2 separate regions of the Hordeum vulgare genome follow, and region 2 is linked to region 1. The links are chromatin contacts, called in public Hi-C maps. All regions are on one chromosome and are shown on one strand. Each heading gives the region's core, a stretch centred on a gene start, on an enhancer-like site or on the middle of the called end of the contact. The rest is flanking DNA. Distances are from core to core; before and after follow the strand shown.

Region 1 (5,876 bases), core at 2,399-4,898:
GTTAAACTTGCGTGCGTTTTCAAAATAGACAAGGTTTAAGGCGCGAAAGCAATTACTCTTATTAATTAGTACTAGCATTAGTCATGCATGCGCCCTTTCAATTTGATGCTCACACATTAATACTAGTATTTTCTCAGTTGATTAGGCGCATTAGCATCTCACACCTGCTACATCTCACAACCAATCGGTGACTACCTTGGTCCTAGAGATTTGCAAGCGTGCCTTCTAAACCGTGACGGAGGGAGTAGTTTATGATATAATGCACTATGAAGGTAGTATCATACAATAGTAACATATGCATGATAATACTATATGTTACTCCCCACTATGGACAGCCGTAGTAGAAGTAACATAGCGGATACCGAGGCAAGATAAGTCTATAGGCTCATAAATGAAAGGCTCAATGTTACTACTTCCTCTGTCATGGTTTAGAAGGCGTGCATGAAAATTCTCTAGAACCTATGTTCTTATTGATTGGCTGTAAAATGAGTTGAAAAATAGCATTCACACTACATATGCATATAGAAGTAGTACAACGAAGTACTAATTAACTGCTCGGAGTAAATGCAATGCGCCTTAAACCCTGTGTGTTGTGGAAATGCACGCAAACTTAACCGTGTCTTCTAAATGGTGACGAAGGGAGTACCTCTATGTTACTATCCATTATGAAGGTATTAACTTAGACTAGTAACATACTCTCTCCGTCCACAAATAAGTGTACATATAGATTAGTACTTAGTCAAACTTTTTAAAATTTGACCAACTTTATAGAAAATAGCAACATATATGGCATGAAAATGATATATTTAGAAACGTCACGTAAAGACAAATCTATTGATACTAATTTAATGTCATAAATGTTAGCACTTTTTTAATAAAGTTAGTCAAAGTTTAACTAGTTTGACTGGCCGAAAAGAAAAAAAGTACACTTATTACCGGACGGAGGGAGTATGTATGTTACTCCCTCCATCACGGTTTAGAAGACACGCTTGGAAAATCTCTGGAACCAAGGTAGTCACCTATTGGTTGTGAGATGTAGCAGGTGTAGATGCTAATGCGCCTAATCAACTGAGAAAATACTAGTAGTACTAATGCGTGAGCAGCAAATTGGAAGGGCGTATGCATAAGTAGTACTAGTACTAATTAATAAGAGTAATTGCTTTCGTGCCTTAAATTTTATCTATTTTGAAAACGCATGTAAGTTTAACCGTGCCTTCTAAGAGGGTGCTTGGATCCAAGGGACTAACACTAGTCTGACTAAAAATAAGTTTCAAGCACCCCTGACTAAAAAGAGGCTAAAACTAGTCTTGAGGCTAAAATCTTTTAGTCAGTGGTACCCCTACTAAAATGTGGATTAGTCCTCTCTCTCTCCTCATTTAACTCCTCTCTTTTAACACATGCGAGTTTTTGATTGGAGGGTTTGAAGGATAATAAATGCTCATTTATTTGATTTTAGTTTCTTTAGTATTTGGATCCAAGCATGGGTGAGGCTAACAAGTTTTAGTCCCACTACTTTTAGTCATGAGACTAAAACGTATCCAAACATTCTCTAAACCGTGACGGAGGAAGTAGAGTACTATGTTACTCTCTATTATGAGTAGTGTAAGCAAATGCTCCGAGAGCTATCCATGCATTTTTCTTCGTTGCAACGCACGAACATCTTTACTATGAAAACCAAAGAACGGATGTTTGATTGTACATTTAAAATAAATTTTATGTCAACGCTATTTATATTCGATGCCAACATTTGTTATTTATATGCGATAATGGTTTGTGTGATCGACGCGCATGATTTTGCATGGATTTAAGAGTCCGAACTTAAGATATATGAACGGGGGAACGAAATATCCAAATGCGTTCTCGGATATATAGGAGGCCGAATTTATCTAGTCTTTGTAGATGGTTTTGATACCCAAATATCTATATCAGTACCTTGTTTAAAAAAATATTTTTATCAGTACAAGAGCAGAGTTGACGTGGCAAATTAGAGTCCAGATCAGATCATGTTGATTATCCACACGGACACGGTGAAGGTGAGCGCTGGCGAGGTGAAAGGCCAAAGGTAAGCAAAGAACGAAAGCGGGCTAGTGGGTGGTTTGATTTGTGCTACTGCCACGCTGAGATGGATGTCTACTTGGCTACTTGCGTGGTAAGAAGAGGAAGAACAGTCAAAGAACTACTTTGACTACTGTTTGTACATTTGGCTGTAAGCAAATGCTCCGAGAGCTATCCATGCATGCCCAGACGTGGTGCTCGTCTAACTGGAGTTGTAGTATACCCATTCTCCGCCTGAGGCCTCGTTTGGCACGAAGAGATTTAACAGGTTTTGAGAGGAAAATCCTTGAAAGGGTCAAAAACCCCACAAAACCTCGGACGTTTATTTGATAAGAGGGGTTTGCTTAACCGAATCCCTTCCGTTTCCCTTTAATCCCTTTCTATTAATGTGTTTCAGGATCTTTTTCAGAGACTGATGGAAGCAAAACCCCAAAGGTTTAAAAGAATTGGGTGAAAGAAAGGGATTCACCAAATCTCCTTAAATCCCCTCCTCTTCAAACCTCCCAAATTCACTTCTACCAAACAAAGCCTGAAGATTTTGCTGCATCATGAGCACGCACCAACCAACCAATGTATCGAACTCGGTGCTTTTAATACTCTTTTGCTCCTCCTCCTTTCCTCCAACAGAATTCATTATTCCCTGGTGCGGTGATACTGCCGGTACGTGCTCTCGGCCAGTCCGGTGGCGACTGACGTCTCTGCCCGGGCCTCCCCCGATTGCCACGCCCCCGGCAGACGACAAACCATGCTGCCTAAAAGACGCCGCATTATTGCGAGTATTGTACTGCTCCTACTGTGCCATGCCGTAGTACAGTACGTATCATGCATGCATGCCAGAGCGTACGTGCGTGCGTATACCCCCTACTCAAGATGCAAGCGCAGGGATTGGATTGGATCGGATCGGATCGGATCGGATCGGACTGATGGGTGCAAATGGTGCCGCGCGCACGGTACTACCAGACACAGGACACGCGCGCGAGCGATCACCCATCCTTCGAAAAAGGATCACTTTCCTCGGTCCTTCCCTGAGACACCGACCTCTGCTCGTGGCTACCGAGCGAGCGACAGCTACCACGAAGTTCACCGCCCCGGAGGCGGGGCCTCTGCCTTCTGACAAGTGACGGCTCACGGAGTATTTGTTTGCATTTTGTGCGCGGTGATTTTGTTTTCTTTCAAGGCAGCAAGCAAGGCTCACCATTTTATTTTGTTATTTCTCCACCGTCGAAGCTTGTACCCGCAGATTGTTACGCAACAGTGGTTGTTGTACAACATTATGGATAATGGATTACAACTGGCCAACTATTGCAGTCTTGTCCAATGGTCCTCTGGAGTCTGGACTCCACAATGAAGTACTCCATCGCACCCAGACACGGACTTCACGCAGCTAGCGTTTGCACCCTATCTTGCACTAAGCCGGAAAAAAACCACGCATGTTACGGTTCCTAAAACTTGGCCACGACGACAGAAGTTAGCATGACAGAGAGTCGCTAATAGCCACGCTTCAAAAACGCGCCCCAGGATAGGCTAGCAGTAGCAGCGCGCGCGGCCTATAAAAGCTGCTCCGCGCGCCGCTAAACCCTTCACCCCTCTCTCCCGCTTCCACCTCCAAGCTCTCAATCACAATCCATCGCCTCGCTTCTCAACAGGCTTCTTCCTCTTCTTGAAGCGGCGGAGACCGGAGCCTACGCGGGGGCTTCGCGGCAGGAGCTGGCTAACCATCAGCAGCCCCACGCGGCGGCGCCGGCGCCGCACGACACGGACGCGGAGCTGGCCGGCGGTGGGGAGACGGAGGAGCAGCGCGGCAAGTTCCTCGTGCTGCGCCTCTACGAGGCGCTCAACGCCCGCGACGCGCGCCGGGCGCAGGACCTGCTGGCCCCGGACCTCGAGTGGTGGTTCCATGGCCCGCCCGCGCACCAGCACATGATGCGCCTCCTCACCGGCGCCGGCACCAACGACGAGTTCAGGTTCTGCCCTCGCTCCGTCGACGCCTTCGGCTCCACCGTCGTCGCCGAGGGGAGCGCCGACGGCGCCGGCCAGCTCCTCTACTGGGTGCACGCCTGGACCGTCGGGCCCGATGGGGTGATCACCCAGCTCAGGGAGTACTTCAACACCGACCTCACCGTCACACGCCTCTCCGCCGCGGCGGCCACCAAGAACGCCAGCGCGAGCTCTCCTACCCACTCCTCATCTTCTTCTACCTCTTCCTCCCCCTCCTCGTCTACGTCCTCGGGCCTCTCCTCGCCGGCGCACACACCCAAGTGGCCCAAGTGCTTGTGGCAGAGCCGCCGCACCGACCGCGCGCGCAAGTCGCTGCCGGGCCTCGTCCTCGCCATCTAAGAACAGAGCCTACCATTGAGTAAGCTGCAAGTTAAGGTCTTGGCGTATGGGCTGCTGAACTCAACTGCCTGCGACCTGCGTGCGAGTAGAGTAATCAGGGATCCCACACTTCCACCACAACCACTATCGCTTTGCGTGCTTGATTACCAGTGTGATTTATTTGGTCTAAATCATGGATTATGATGTGTACTACTACTGCGGCAATGGCTTGCTATTGCGGCTGAATAAAAGTATAATGTATTGGACCCTTAAGCAATGTGTGATGAGTCACCTCCATTTCTTTTTTTCTGTCTTTCCTGTTTCCTTGGTGCCATGAGTGACCGGTCCGGTCTTCAAATGAAGCGAGTGACTCCTGTTTAATTTTATTTCACCACAGATTGAAAACTAATTGAGTCAGCAATTGTTGTTTCCGTAAGAGTGGCACCTCTCATGTATTCTTGGCAAAAAATGCATACGTTGGGGACAAATCAAAGCATGCACGAAAACAAAAGTCTGGATAAACCGAGTACACGGATGCAGAGATTCATACCAGAGTAACGGAAAGTCTCCCGCATCCCGGCGGGAAAAGTTCAGGGTGTTGCTTTCAACGTAGCACACACCAAACAAATCCTTGATGTGAAGTTTGCTGGATTCCCGATGGCACTTGAGGAACACAACAAGTCTGGAATTTCCTCTTTTCTTTTCCAACTGAACTGTCCGTTTCCAATTATTTCTGACGTGTAAAAGGTGGTTGACCCACAAAAAAAAAAAAAACGTCTGGGTTTTCGTTTTGGATCTTCTTCTTTTCTTTTCCTGGGGCCTTGCCTTTGCTTGCAAACTGGGGCATCTGAACTTGCTGTTGGAGAGCACTTCAGGCTTTCAGCACCTTTAGTATAAAGGAGCAGACTTAAGAAAATCCAACAAGTTATACTTTACTTCATCTGAGAAAAGTTCAGGATTTCACTGGCCACACCAGACGCACATAAGCTTTTTGATCTTCGGCTGTGTGATGTGCGTGACAGCATGCCATCACATAATCTGATATGGTAGCTGTTCTCTCGGCAATGAGATGAGATCGATGGGCATTCTGGAACTGGAGGTCTGAAACATGTGCCCTGTTCGACTGAACTTTCACACTCATATGCATGTACCTATCTGAATTATTAGCCGCTGAAATTTTAACGGCGAGCCGGAGAAGCAGTACCCACGAACCAGCGAACTTGCCTTTCGGAGTCGACGTCGGTATGCATGCGCTTTTATTAGGTATACTTGTATACTTGTGGCTGGCATCTGATTTTTGTGGGGTTCTTTTTTTAAGATTTTTTTTTGTGGTTTCTTATGTATGGTCAACTGGACCACCCTAATTATTAATTAATCAGTAGCTCTACATTATTGTCTATACTGTTCAAACACAAGTTATTACGATTTGACCAAAATGAAATCAGTTTGTGCAGATAAATAATCGATGTACGTACTTGGTCGCCTCATCGTTCTCCTTTCAGGCT
Region 2 (5,876 bases), core at 1,415-3,914, 230 kb after region 1:
GAAAAGAATAGACATGTGTTAACAAAAATAAACAAAAGATAAATAAAAATAAAAACAAACATCCGAATAAAACAGTGGAAAGTGAAGAAAAAGATAAAAAGAAACCAGAAAACCAAAGGAAAACCCGAAGATAAATTAAAGAAAACCGATGCAACACAGTGAAAAAAGTCAGGACAAAAACTCGCGTGCAAGTTATTACGTTATGCTACGGACAATACATAGCCTTGTTGCAGTGACATATTCCATTACAGGGGAAGTATCAGGTACTCTCATCCCTGGGTTACACCACATGCTTCAAGTTCAAAAAAGTATTCATAAATGTTTTCAAAAATTCTGGAAGAAATGTGAATGTTCGCAAGAAATGTAACTGGAATCCCTAACAAATTTAGGCCCAAACTCGAAATGCATGTTAAGAGACAAATAGTGAAATCTAGCATGAATAGCGTAAAAACGACAAAATCCTCATTGACAATGGTTACATCAGAATATGACATTTTTGTTTCTCAGTGTACATTTCGAGTTTGGACCTACAATTTCTAGGGGTTGTAGCCACATTTCTTGTGAACATTCATATTTTTTATAAACATTTAAGAATTTTCTTTTTGAACTTGGCGTACTACAAGTACCCCAAGAATGGGAGTAGCAACTATTTCAAAAATGCTACATGTACGGAAACTTTTTACAGGAGTTTTACGGACTGGTCTTTCTCCTCACTAATCTCCTCCCCTGATTCTTGGGGTGGGGCCCGCTTTATCTTGATCACCAATCAATACATTCCACCTTAGCTCAGCCCGTAAAACTCGTGTAAAATTCCTGTACGTGTAGCACTGCTCCAACTATTTTGCCCTTTGGCGTAATGGAATACAATGTGTTGTTTCAAGAAAAGGAAAAACTCAGACATACCGGGATAACTCGCAGATAGGAGACACGTAGCATCCAGCTTCTCGACTAGAGCTAGGCACAATGATTTGTGCTGCTGAGCCTTGACACCTGTCCTAGCCACCGTATGCGCTCCATCAGTTTCAATCATAGGCCCTGTTTGGATACTCTAACTCGGTTAGAGGTTAGAGTTAGATTCTAACCCTGGACTAACCCTAAACTAACTCTAACCAAAGAGGTGTTTGGATGAAAGGGTTAGATTGTCAATAAATGCACCTTTTCCAATCATTTGACTCCTTTATCAATGATTTGGTGTGGTGGAGGTAGAGAGAAAAGTAACTTTTTATGGGCCCAACCCAACTCTAACCCAAATAAGTATCTCTTAGGTGGGTTAGCTTTTTTGGATGGGTTAGATGCATGTAACCAACTCTAACCTTCCTGTTTGGATGTTTAGGGGTTAGATTGGTCCAATCTAACCAACTCTAACTCTAACTCATGGATCCAAATAGGGTCATAGAGTATGTGCACAAAGAGTTTTGTCTATCAAGGGCTACTACTGGTACTTGTAGCCAGTAAAAAGAGGGCAATTGCTGAGCAGTGAGCCAGTAACAGCACGTACGTGCAGGCCCGAGCGAGGGCACCATATCATGAAGCAGGCAACGCCCATTATTGTTGCTCAAGATAAGCAAGTAGGAGTAGCTACGTATGCTATGCTACGTATCAAGGCACTGTTCCAGCGGTGGCAGAAAGATAGAGCACTGTAGGGTGGCACAGTGGGTGACTGACGAGAGGAACTGTGGCCGTGGTGCCTGTGTATCGCCGTGTCGAGTGTCCAACCATTGCCCGTCCATGCTGCCTCGCCTCCCGGCCGTTACGTAGACTACTCACCATCAAATACGTACTACTCCCTCCATTCCTAAATATAAGACCTTATACAAATTTCATTATAGACTTCATACGAAACAAAATGAGTAAATCTATATTTTAAAATATGTCTATATACATCCGTATATAGTTCATAGTGCAATCTCTACAAGGTCTTATATTTAAGAACGAAGGGAGTAGCACAGTACTTAGGCACATTGGTTATCCCCTTCCCCTGTCGCTTCTGTCTCGGACTCTCTCGAACGATCTTATATATTTCGCCAGTTCCAACATGCATCACGAATTCTGCAACTCTTGACTTCTTGAGCGATCCAGCTTGCTCAAAACGGTTAGAAATGACAATAGTAGTAGTAGTACGACTTACGAGGGAAAGCAGCAATAGGCCCATCATCAAATCAAAATCAGCATACACCGTCTGTCTGTCACTCGCTCGTTATATGGTTCGTGGAGCCAATCAGGCTGCGGCTTTTTTTCTTCTTTCGAAACGGAATCAGGCTGCGGCTTTTGATTCCGATACTGCAAGAGGACAAGTAGAATAATCTCCCATCTTTCTGGCCGCCGTGCGAAAACTTTCAGGACAGGCTCCATACTCTGCCTCTCCTGTCCTTGAGACGACAACGATTTGACGAAACGACCTCTGCAATTAACAGCTGTAAAGCCAAGTGCGGCTCCTGTCCTTGAGTACTGTATTTGTATGGTCTTGTTGCAATTGTTTTAGCCACGGTATCCAAAACAGATGCCCGCCCAGAGTGGACACACCCAAACGCAACCTGCTGTCCTGATCAGCCAGCCACATCGGCGTACGTACTACTACTTGGAGCACGGCTTAACAATGGGCCTGAAGATTGTTCATCACGGCAAAGCTCCAACTGAATTGACGTTGGTTGGTTGGTGGCACCAAATCTGAGGACAGGGGCCCAAATTCCCAGCATCATCCAACAGGAATTCAGCGGCTTTGTCATCGTTCGGCCGTGCTCTCGCCGCTCACCACACGACACCGACAGCGAATCAGCTTCTCCAGGGAACTGTCCGCCGGTTCCCCGATGGTTCCGCTCGGGTTTCTTTTCTTTTCTTGCGCGGAATGCAAGCGTAGCGCCAAATTCGAACAAACTTTTCAACCGAAAACCGAACTTGCAACGAAGCCACCAACGACTTTTCTTTTGCGGCAAAAAGGTCCGTCTGACGTCTCACCGCATCCCTCACCAAGGAATTTCCACAGTTCGGCCTAGGTTGTGAATTAGGATAACCCGGCGCATATATGCTTGCTGGAATTTCTGTGCTTGCTAGTGCCGGATATGTTCTTGGATAAGTAGATAGGTTAACCGCTATGCATACATAATTTGACGCCCTTTTGTCAAGCGAGAACGATAAACACGAGGGAGCAAAAGAAGAAGTTTAGAACAAAAATGTACTTATAAACCATATTCACCTGACGTGTAAAATGGAGTGACATTCTTGTTTCAAAAAATAAAATGGAGTGACATCCGGTCGGTGCTCGAACATTTCTGGTGGAAACGGAGCATATTTGCCTCTACGCCGTACGCGGCGGCAAGTGATCCACTGCTCATCAAGAGATTATAAATACTAGTTGAACACCCGTTGCTTATCTGCACGCATGGATCGCGTCATTTCACGCCTTTCCGCGGTTCCTCGCTGACCAGTTGGAGCATATATGCGTTCGACAAAAGGTGAAGCATACGTCGTCTCTTAGTCTATTAAGACTCTTTTTTTTTTATATGTATCCAGACTCTATCAATTGCACATTAGCTCTGCGTGCTTATTAGTCATTAGTTAGTCATCATCTGGAGAGATTTCATCTACAGAATCGATTCGTCCCCTTTCTGTTACACTGGTGTCCGTTAGGGTGTGGTAACCAAATGCTAGTTTGATCGCCGGATCAACTTCTGCCGGTCGAAGAAAACTTTGCCACTGTTGAGTTCCCGCAGATGAAGAAAAAGCACAGTGCTACGTTATGGTAACAAAACTGGAATCTGTTCTCAATAAATAAATAAAAAGGGATATGTGTAAGTTTGTATGATCAGTGTATCTTCTGTTTTTATCTGTTTTTTAACATAATAAAAAGTGGTGAAGAAAATTAACACCTAGTTGTACACATGAAAGTTTACAAGAATGAGAAAAAATCGTTTTTTAACACCACTAGTAGTAATTGTGTGCGTGCATAGCTCGTTACTCTTTCCAACCACGTACATAGGGTGTGTAATAAAAAAAAATATTCCAAATATATTAGTCACCATACGTGTAAGGAGCTCCTCATTCCTCATGATAGTTAATTTTCATTTTACATGCACTACACCTCGACACTCAAAACAGCGTCAAACAATCTGTCGGCATAAGTCACCTAAGGCGACACACTTTGTGTCGGCAAAGACCTTTTCCGACAGGTTCTGTCGGAAAAGGTCTTTACCGACAAATATAATCATACTGACAAAAAAGTATAACAACATTGGTGAGATCTATGCCAACAGACATTTATACACCGACAGACTAAGTTGTGCCGACAGATCATCAGACAGTGTGCTATGCTGGCAAATCGTGTGACATCCATTGCTACGCCGACAGTTTGTGTGTTCGTGCACTATACTTACACATAGTGTGACGTCCAATACGTTTGCCGACACATTTATTGCAAGGGTCCTACATTTCAGCAAAAATGCAAATGTATCATATTTTGAATGAAATTGCATTCATGATATTCAACTCATGTTCAATACGGAATACATATACAAAGAATTGCACTCTTGTATTCACCACAAGACACCATTGATCAATACATTTATATGCAACATATAGAAGATTCATTAGTTATCTTCACTCAAGTTAGCTACAACCACTAAGGAAATACATAGGGCAACATACAAGCTATACCCAATTACACAATATTGGATAAGTTCATAAGAGACTCATGTTCGGTCACTATACAAATCACTATGGAACAGTCCAAGTCTTTATTCATCGAACCAACAACAACTTCCATATGATGAAAATAGGTCGACCATGCATGCCATGAACATAAGCCATAACATCTACGACTTGATACTTTTTGCCATTTGACCCTGCAAAATCACTCATATGTTTCAACAAATATTATCATAGTAGCATTTGTTCAAACTTCTAAGTTGCTCTTGAGTACGAAAATCCAAAAATAGAAGATATACAACAAGGTGGCTTGCTTAAATAAAAAGTAAACAAATACTTTATTGCACAACCGGCTCGTGCAATGTTGCTCGAGATCATTAAATGGTAAAGCATGACACTGAATCAAACTACACATTTTTTCTTCATATTACATAGTACACATAGAATCAAGCTATCATGTAAATGCTTGAAGTAATAGATTATCCTCCTTTCGATTTGATGGTCTCACGCATCATCGATTTTAGTCCGATACAAACTCTTTAATAGTCTGATGAATCATCTATCTATATTGATATTACAAACTAGTGTATATGTGTGTAATGGTAGAAAAGAAGACGCATGTCAAGAAAATTACGTAATAAGTTAACACACGCAGCGGCAACAAAATAAGATTATGTGATGAGTTAACACAGGGCAACAACAAAACGAAGTTGAAACAACCATCAATTTCTAGATCTTTGCACAACTCCAAGGAGCAGCAAGATAATAAGAATCCGAGCCCGGGCATGAACATTAAAATCGTAAAAGATAGAAAAATAGTTCGAAAATTTCCGAATTTGTTTTGGTGAAAGATGCATGAATGAGCGATGTTCGTGCTAAATTTGAGATGATTTGGACATGTGAGAAGCTCTCAGCAAAAAAAGACAAAATTGTGGGCTCTGAAAAACTTTAATGTTTTGTACAATGATGATATGAACCCTGAAGCAATAACAACAATCTTAGATGATATGAACCCTGAAGCAATAACAACAATCTTAGATAAGCTATGGGAGTAACTAGGAGATGCTCTACAATATAATCCATAGACAACCTATATAACACCCCCTTAAATGTGGAAATGATAGTTAGCTCGATAAATTAAAGAATTTTGTGTAAGTTTAGGAGATCATAAACGACTACATCAAGCAACAATGAAACCTTTCTTTTAGGTCAGACCAAAGGTACGTCAAAACATG

What was found. A called contact is a pair of places that touch in the nucleus more often than the background predicts.
Region 2: a contact with region 1 is called in a Hi-C map of seedling, with 4 times the contacts expected there. The contact joins the enhancer-like site here to the promoter of LOC123446576 in region 1. A contact is called at or near these places in 2 of 6 Hi-C or Micro-C datasets (leaf and seedling).

What each region holds. Positions count from the first base shown.
Region 1 is chr4H:440,929,926-440,935,801 of MorexV3_pseudomolecules_assembly, forward strand. LOC123446576 (senescence associated gene 20-like) reads left to right here and starts at 3,649. Exons shown (of 1, transcript XM_045123152.1): 1 at 3,649-4,644. The coding sequence starts at 3,976. The coding sequence ends at 4,392.
Region 2 is chr4H:441,159,452-441,165,327 of MorexV3_pseudomolecules_assembly, forward strand. No RefSeq gene overlaps it. Among protein-coding and RNA genes, the nearest start is that of LOC123450598, 120 kb to the right of the region's middle. Within about 2 kb of position 2,665, at least 3 of the 3 cell types and tissues checked have open chromatin away from gene starts, as enhancers often do. A contact at or near this core is called in leaf and seedling, where this site is marked.